Linked DNA regions of Danio rerio: region 1 is linked to region 2. A link is a contact called in public Hi-C data. All regions are on one chromosome and are shown on one strand. The core of a region is the stretch at or near the end of the contact, and the rest is flanking DNA. Distances in the headings are between cores, read along the strand shown.

Region 1 (3,181 bases), core at 371-2,870, 140 kb after region 2:
CACTCAATAGTATTAAAAGCTCAAAAAAAAAAAAAAAAAAAAAAAAAAATATATATATATATATATATATATATATATATATATATATATATATATATATATATATATATATATATATATATATTGTGCAGCTCTACTTTAATGTAAACCAATTATGGGAGACCAACAAAACAAAATTAGCAACAATTAAAATAGCACAAACGTCCACTTTATTAGCAGACAGTGGCAAAACACTCACATTCAGGCCTTCTCGGAGCAGACACTTGTCTTCATAGCGGCTCTGGCCGGGGTGTTTGTGTCTGCGGGCGATCACATGAGGGACGCTTATGGGTAATGTGTCCGTCGCTCGACCCAGACGCAGCGTTCTTGATCCAGGATGAATCACAACGATGAAGTTGGCTTGAATTTGCTGAAATCCACAACGACAATGTGTGTGAGATAGGGAAATTACGATCAAATATTCAAAATAACATGGCAACCAATATAGAGACTTCTAAATGAACGAATGTGCAAATATAAAACCAACTTTACCTCTATGAGAAATACAAATAGTTTACACAGGATTACTGCAGTTAGCTAAATCTATACTATAACTTTAAACAATTTTGTTACTAGTAAATAAACACGGTCTACAAACACAAACATACAAATTAATTAAAAAACAACCACAATATTATTATATAAGTAAACTTAATACGAAAACACAACTCTAATGGTTGGAGGGGCGTGGCTAAGCATATTTCGTCCAAGCTGTCGAGAGGTCATATTTTGATAACCAAGACAAACATTTTTTTTCAGTGGATTAACTTGCACGAATGATTTGTCCACTGTAAGACTAATATTGCGTGCTAATAAGTTAAACAATTAATAATATTAAAGTAACAGATTCATACTAAAATACACACGAAATCAAAACTAATTTATTTTGTTAGCACACATAGCTAGTTTTGTGGTGAACAATTCATCTGTGCATGTTATTAAAAGAAAAAACAAAATATTACTATAACTAAATTTAATATAAAAAACACGACTCTGCTAGCAGCAAACTAACGGCTAGAGGGGCGTGGGTAAGCAAATTTCGTCGTCAAACTGACGTCATCAGACAAGCATCTGCCATTCCAAAGCAGAAACTAATGGTTATACTTTGATTAAAGATTACTAAAACAAACATTTGTCTCAATGGATTACTTTTATTCGGATTAATTGTTCACATAAAGACTAATCACGTGTGCTATTAAAATAAGCATAGTAAATTTTGATTTGATACAGACTTTATTACCATTAAATTAACACTGATTCAAATGTTAAACTGATGCATCTGTTCACTGAATTCTGTAGATATAATTAAGCTTACTTTGTGTAACACTTTTATCTTAAATGCTACAGAGAAACACGTGTGTGTTGATTTATCCTGGCTGTATTTCTGACCTCCTGCACGGGCTCCGGTACCGCGGCGGGCATGATGGGTCTCTTCACGCCGCGCTGCTGCTCTTTTTCCCGGTCTTTCTCTCTGTCCCGGCCGTTCTCCGCATCTCGATCTGTTTGTGTCATGGTTATGATGATAAGAAACTAATTAAATCAACTGAACATTCATCAACACTCTGCTGGTGAATCAGAAACTGACTTCTTCTACTTGTTTACGTCGGTTGAGTGGTTGCTCGCTTTCCCGCCATCTGCTGGCCTGGAGACAGGGTTGTCAGGTCTTCGAAACATGGCCGTCACAGGACAAAACCTATTTTTTACAGTCAAAACGAGCCAAAAATTTTTTTTTTAAAACAAACAAACAAAAAAAAAAACGGTCAAAACGAGCCCCAAACTATTTCAATATTATAATAAATACTCAAAACAATATTGGTACAGATACAGATGGGATACAGCTGCGGATAATTACATTAATAAAGTGTAATTATTGTGATCCTGTGTACATCAGAGGGTTTGGTTTAGAGTTGAGTGGGAGATAATAAAATATAATATAATGAGTAGTTTAATAAGTAAAATGACAAATACTACAATTACTGTTTTTACATTACTGTGATGGTTGGGTTTAGGGTTGGGATAGCTGTTAATAAAACGCAATTAATAAGTAATTTAATAAATAATTCTTGTTAACTTCCGGCTTCAGCTGTATCCTGTAGAAACAACCCAATATATACACCATCAAAGATTCATAAAGTACACATTTTCCATCACTTTAGTAAACATTATACACTTTTATTTAAAAAAATAATGACATATATAATGATTTGGTATCATAACAATCTTAGAGTATAGTTTAATCAAAGATGAAGATTCTGTCATCATTCACTCATCCTTTACTTGTTTAAACCAAGTTTCTTTCTTCTGTTAAACAAGATATTTTGATAATATATTTTAACCATTGACCATCTGCTTTTCCTTCTGTGGAAGTCAATGGTTACAGGCTTTCAACTTTCTTCAGTAAATCTTATTTTGTGTTCAACGGAAGAAAGAAACTCCGATTAGAATTTTAAGGCGAGTATTAAGAATATATTTTTATTTTCTACCCCTTTAAGACTTTTCTTCTGTATATTAATTGCAGTTCCTGCCAATAATAATGCACATTCTCCTCACAAAATGCTCTCTCTGTTTCACCATCCTTGCACATACATTCATTTTCCTTCGGCTCAGGCCTTTATTCATTAGGGGTCGCAACTACGTAATGAACCGGCAACTATTCCAGCATATGTTTTACACAGCGGATGCCCTTCTAACTGCAACCCTGCAATAGGAAACTGCAGTGTGGTGGATAGCGCTGTCACCTCGCAGCAAGGTCGCTGGTTCAAATCCCGGCTGGGTCAGTTTCTGTGTGGAGTTTGCATGTTCTCCTGTAATGGCGTGGGTTTCCTCCGGGTGCTCCGGTTTCCCCCACAGTCCAAACACGTGCGCTATAGGGGAACTGACCAACTAAATTATGTAGTGTATAAGTGTGTATTGGTGTTTCCCAGTGATGGGTTGCAGCTGGAAGGACATCCGGTGCATAAAACATACTGGATAAGTTGGCGGTTCATTCCGCTGTGGCGACCCCAGACTAACAAAGGGACTAAGCCAAAAAGAAAATGAATGAACGAGCGAATGAAGTTGTGGAAAACAGCTCTGCTCAACAGGAAAACTGCAGACCTGGCAACCCTGAGGAGAAACGCTTTCTCACAGAAAATTCAGTGGT
Region 2 (3,097 bases), core at 339-2,838:
AGCATATACAGGAGTTGGTCTACTGCTACCTCATTGAGGTTATGTAATTTTGGTTAATCACAAGTTGATCACTGAAGACATAACATAGCACAACTAAACTTAATGAATTAGACAGCAGTAGACCTGCAATTTCTGTGTGATGTGAGGCAAAATGGAGTCTTTTTTTGGTGGAACTCGTTCTTGTGCATTATGCTGTGGAGACGAGACGCAGCACTGTTCAGTACTTTTTCAGAAAATTGCCTTTGTATTTTTATATATCTGAGCAATGTTCTTTCATATAAAAGGTTTGTTTAATTAATACAGATCTTACAACCATACCTAATCTGTATATATTTTATTTTTCTGTTAAAAAGACTCGAAAAGACTCGAAAATCAAACTGCAAGACTTTGGACTTGACTTGAGACTTGTTGCCTTTGACTCGGGACTTGACTCGGGACTTGCCTGTCTTGACTCGGGACTTGACTCGGGACTTGAGGGCAATGAATTGAGACTTACTTGTGACTTGCCAAACAATGACTTGGTCCCACCTCTGGTGTTACCGTAGCAACTGTAGAATCACCACAACAGATTCATTCATGTACTTTGCCATGGTAAGGTTTAAAAATATTTAGTTACTATAAAATACGGTAGTACTTTCTTATATGCGAGTACAAAGAAAACAATAAAGTTGAAATACAGAAATGCTAAAATATGCTACATTTTACCATAGTAAATCCCACACTATACTCTGGTGTTTGTTTTCTTGTATGTGGAGTTTAAAAAATGATCTTTATCTTTCAGAATGTGATTTAATTAATTAAATGATAAATAAATTTACCAAAATAAATAAATTAATGCTACAATATGCTACATTTTACAATGGTAAATCTATGGTATATATTTGTCTTGTTGGTGGAGCTAAAAATGATCCTTATCGTTCAGAAATGTGATTAATTAAATGTTAAATAGTGCTAAAATCTGCTACATTTTACTATAGTAAATCCTACAGTATACTGTGGTATTATTTTTCTTGTGGGTGTAGTTATATTGTTTATCATTCGAAATCTGTAATTTAATTAATGAAATGATAATAGAAATAATATAAATAAACCCAAATAAATAAATACTACTACTTTACTGAAGTATCTTGTAAAAAATAATATATGCTACACTGCTTGCATCCGTTCACTATATAAAATACTATAGTATTAAGTAAGATGTAGTAAAATGTACCACACAATTTTGTAAACCATTATTATTTTATTATCAGTCGAATTAAAATATATATTTCATCGTCCAAAATGTTGGACCTGTATGTAAACGAATAAATAAACCGCAAGAGGTCGCTGTTTAACTAATTTTACCTCAGAAAAACACAGATCTGAGTTAAACAGTAAAACTTTTGCTTTTGACTAAGAAAATAAAGATAACATTTATTTTTGCACCCAAGTATAGTTAGAAATAAAATAGACCTCTTTAAATTACATAATAAAAGCTCTTCTTCATAATGTGTGTATATAAATATATGCATTTTCATGGTTAATCACTGTGGTAAAACATCATAATCAGACAGATCAGCGATTAATTAATTAAATATGAAACGCATTCACTTCCGTTCTGGAGCAGCTCAGTGGCACAGAAGGTTTGAGTCAGGGGATTATGATGCTGGATTATCTGTTACAGACAGGTAATCCAGCACACACACTCACACACACTAACCCTGGGCTTTCAGCATATGGCCATAATGAGCAGAAAACACCGCACTGAATGACACACAGACATGCATGGCGTTCGTACTGGGAATCCGAGGTAAGATTCAAATGCAGATTTTCCTGGAAATGTCAATAATGCTGACTTTATGAAGCCAAAAAACTCCGAATTAAGTCAATCCAGCGGGATTGTTCGGTGTAAGAAGACTGAGCGACCTGTTGGAAAGCCTGTTAGATGTACTACAGCGGTAATTGAATATTCCAGGCAACTATTATTCCCCGAAACACGGCCTTAAAGGGACAGTTCACCATAATAATAACAATAATAATAATAATAATAATAATAATGATGATGATGATGATTGTCATAATTTAGACTACTCTTAGTTTACTTGTTTCAAGTGTTTACATCTGTTGTGCAAAAGGAAGGACAAAAGGAAGATATTTCGAAGAATGTTGGAAACCTGTAACCATTGACTTCCATTGTATTTATTTGGAATGCTATGGATAATATTGTTTGTTTGTTAGACTTTATTTTAGACTTTTTTAGACTTTATTGATAGACTTTTTAACATTGCATGTCACAGCAGAGCTCTCCATACGGAGATATCCTCAATATGGATAATTTTACTATAGAAGTAAGCGATTAACATTTTTAAAAATATCTTCCTTTGGTGCTTAACAGAGGACGGAAACTCATAACGGTTTATTATAACCACTTGAAGGAGAATAAATATTAGGGCAGCTTGATATTGGAAGAATCGTAACATTGTGATAATTTTTTTTATTCTGTGATGTTATTTATTGCGATATGAACACAATTTCATCGATGACTAGCTATCTATAGTTGGATTTATGATGATTGGGAAGATTCTGCAGTGCATAAAATCTAATAAATATCCCATAAATGCAATAAAGAAAAATATACAATAGAAATAAATCGTGTTCTGTCGAGTCTAACAGTATGTAGATACAGTATCTGACTAAAAATATCAATAATTCAATAAAATTATTAGTTGTTAGTCACAAATGGTACATTTTCTTATACATGAGTGCATTTAAAAATCATTATACAATCACAGAAGTCAAAACACATGCGATGTGACTATTGCGAATGATCATATTGCAATATCGACGCTTGTTCGCCGCTAGTAAACAGTGAGCGACTTTCAATTGTTGTGTGAACTAGCCCTTTAATTTAAAACAGACGCACTAGTTCTCGGCGCGCGCACGCGGGGGAGGAGGATAGGGAGGATGATAAAATCTAAACTAGTGTTTTTCTTTCTAATAACTCTCCTGACGGACTGTCCGCAGCTCTGGTGGTGTTTTGAGGATGGCAGTGACGACAGAAAAAGCATATTTAATTATGTGACGATCGCTGCTAATGGCGCTCAATGGATTTAATCTG

Evidence for each region. A called contact is a pair of places that touch in the nucleus more often than the background predicts.
Region 1: a Hi-C map of hematopoietic stem cells shows a contact between it and region 2, with 2.6 times the contacts expected there. The contact joins the promoter of actr8 here to the promoter of cacna1db in region 2. A contact is called at or near these places in 4 of 18 Hi-C or Micro-C datasets (caudal fin, embryo, hematopoietic stem cells and 1 more).

The regions. Positions count from the first base shown.
Region 1 is chr8:63,546,726-63,549,906 of GRCz12tu, forward strand. It overlaps actr8 (actin related protein 8), which reads right to left and starts at 1,621. Exons shown (of 13, transcript NM_001001400.1): 1 at 1,429-1,621; 2 at 239-409. The coding sequence starts at 1,551.
Region 2 is chr8:63,411,452-63,414,548 of GRCz12tu, forward strand. cacna1db (calcium channel, voltage-dependent, L type, alpha 1D subunit, b) reads left to right here and starts at 1,589. Exons shown (of 44, transcript XM_073911312.1): 1 at 1,589-1,789. The coding sequence starts at 1,765.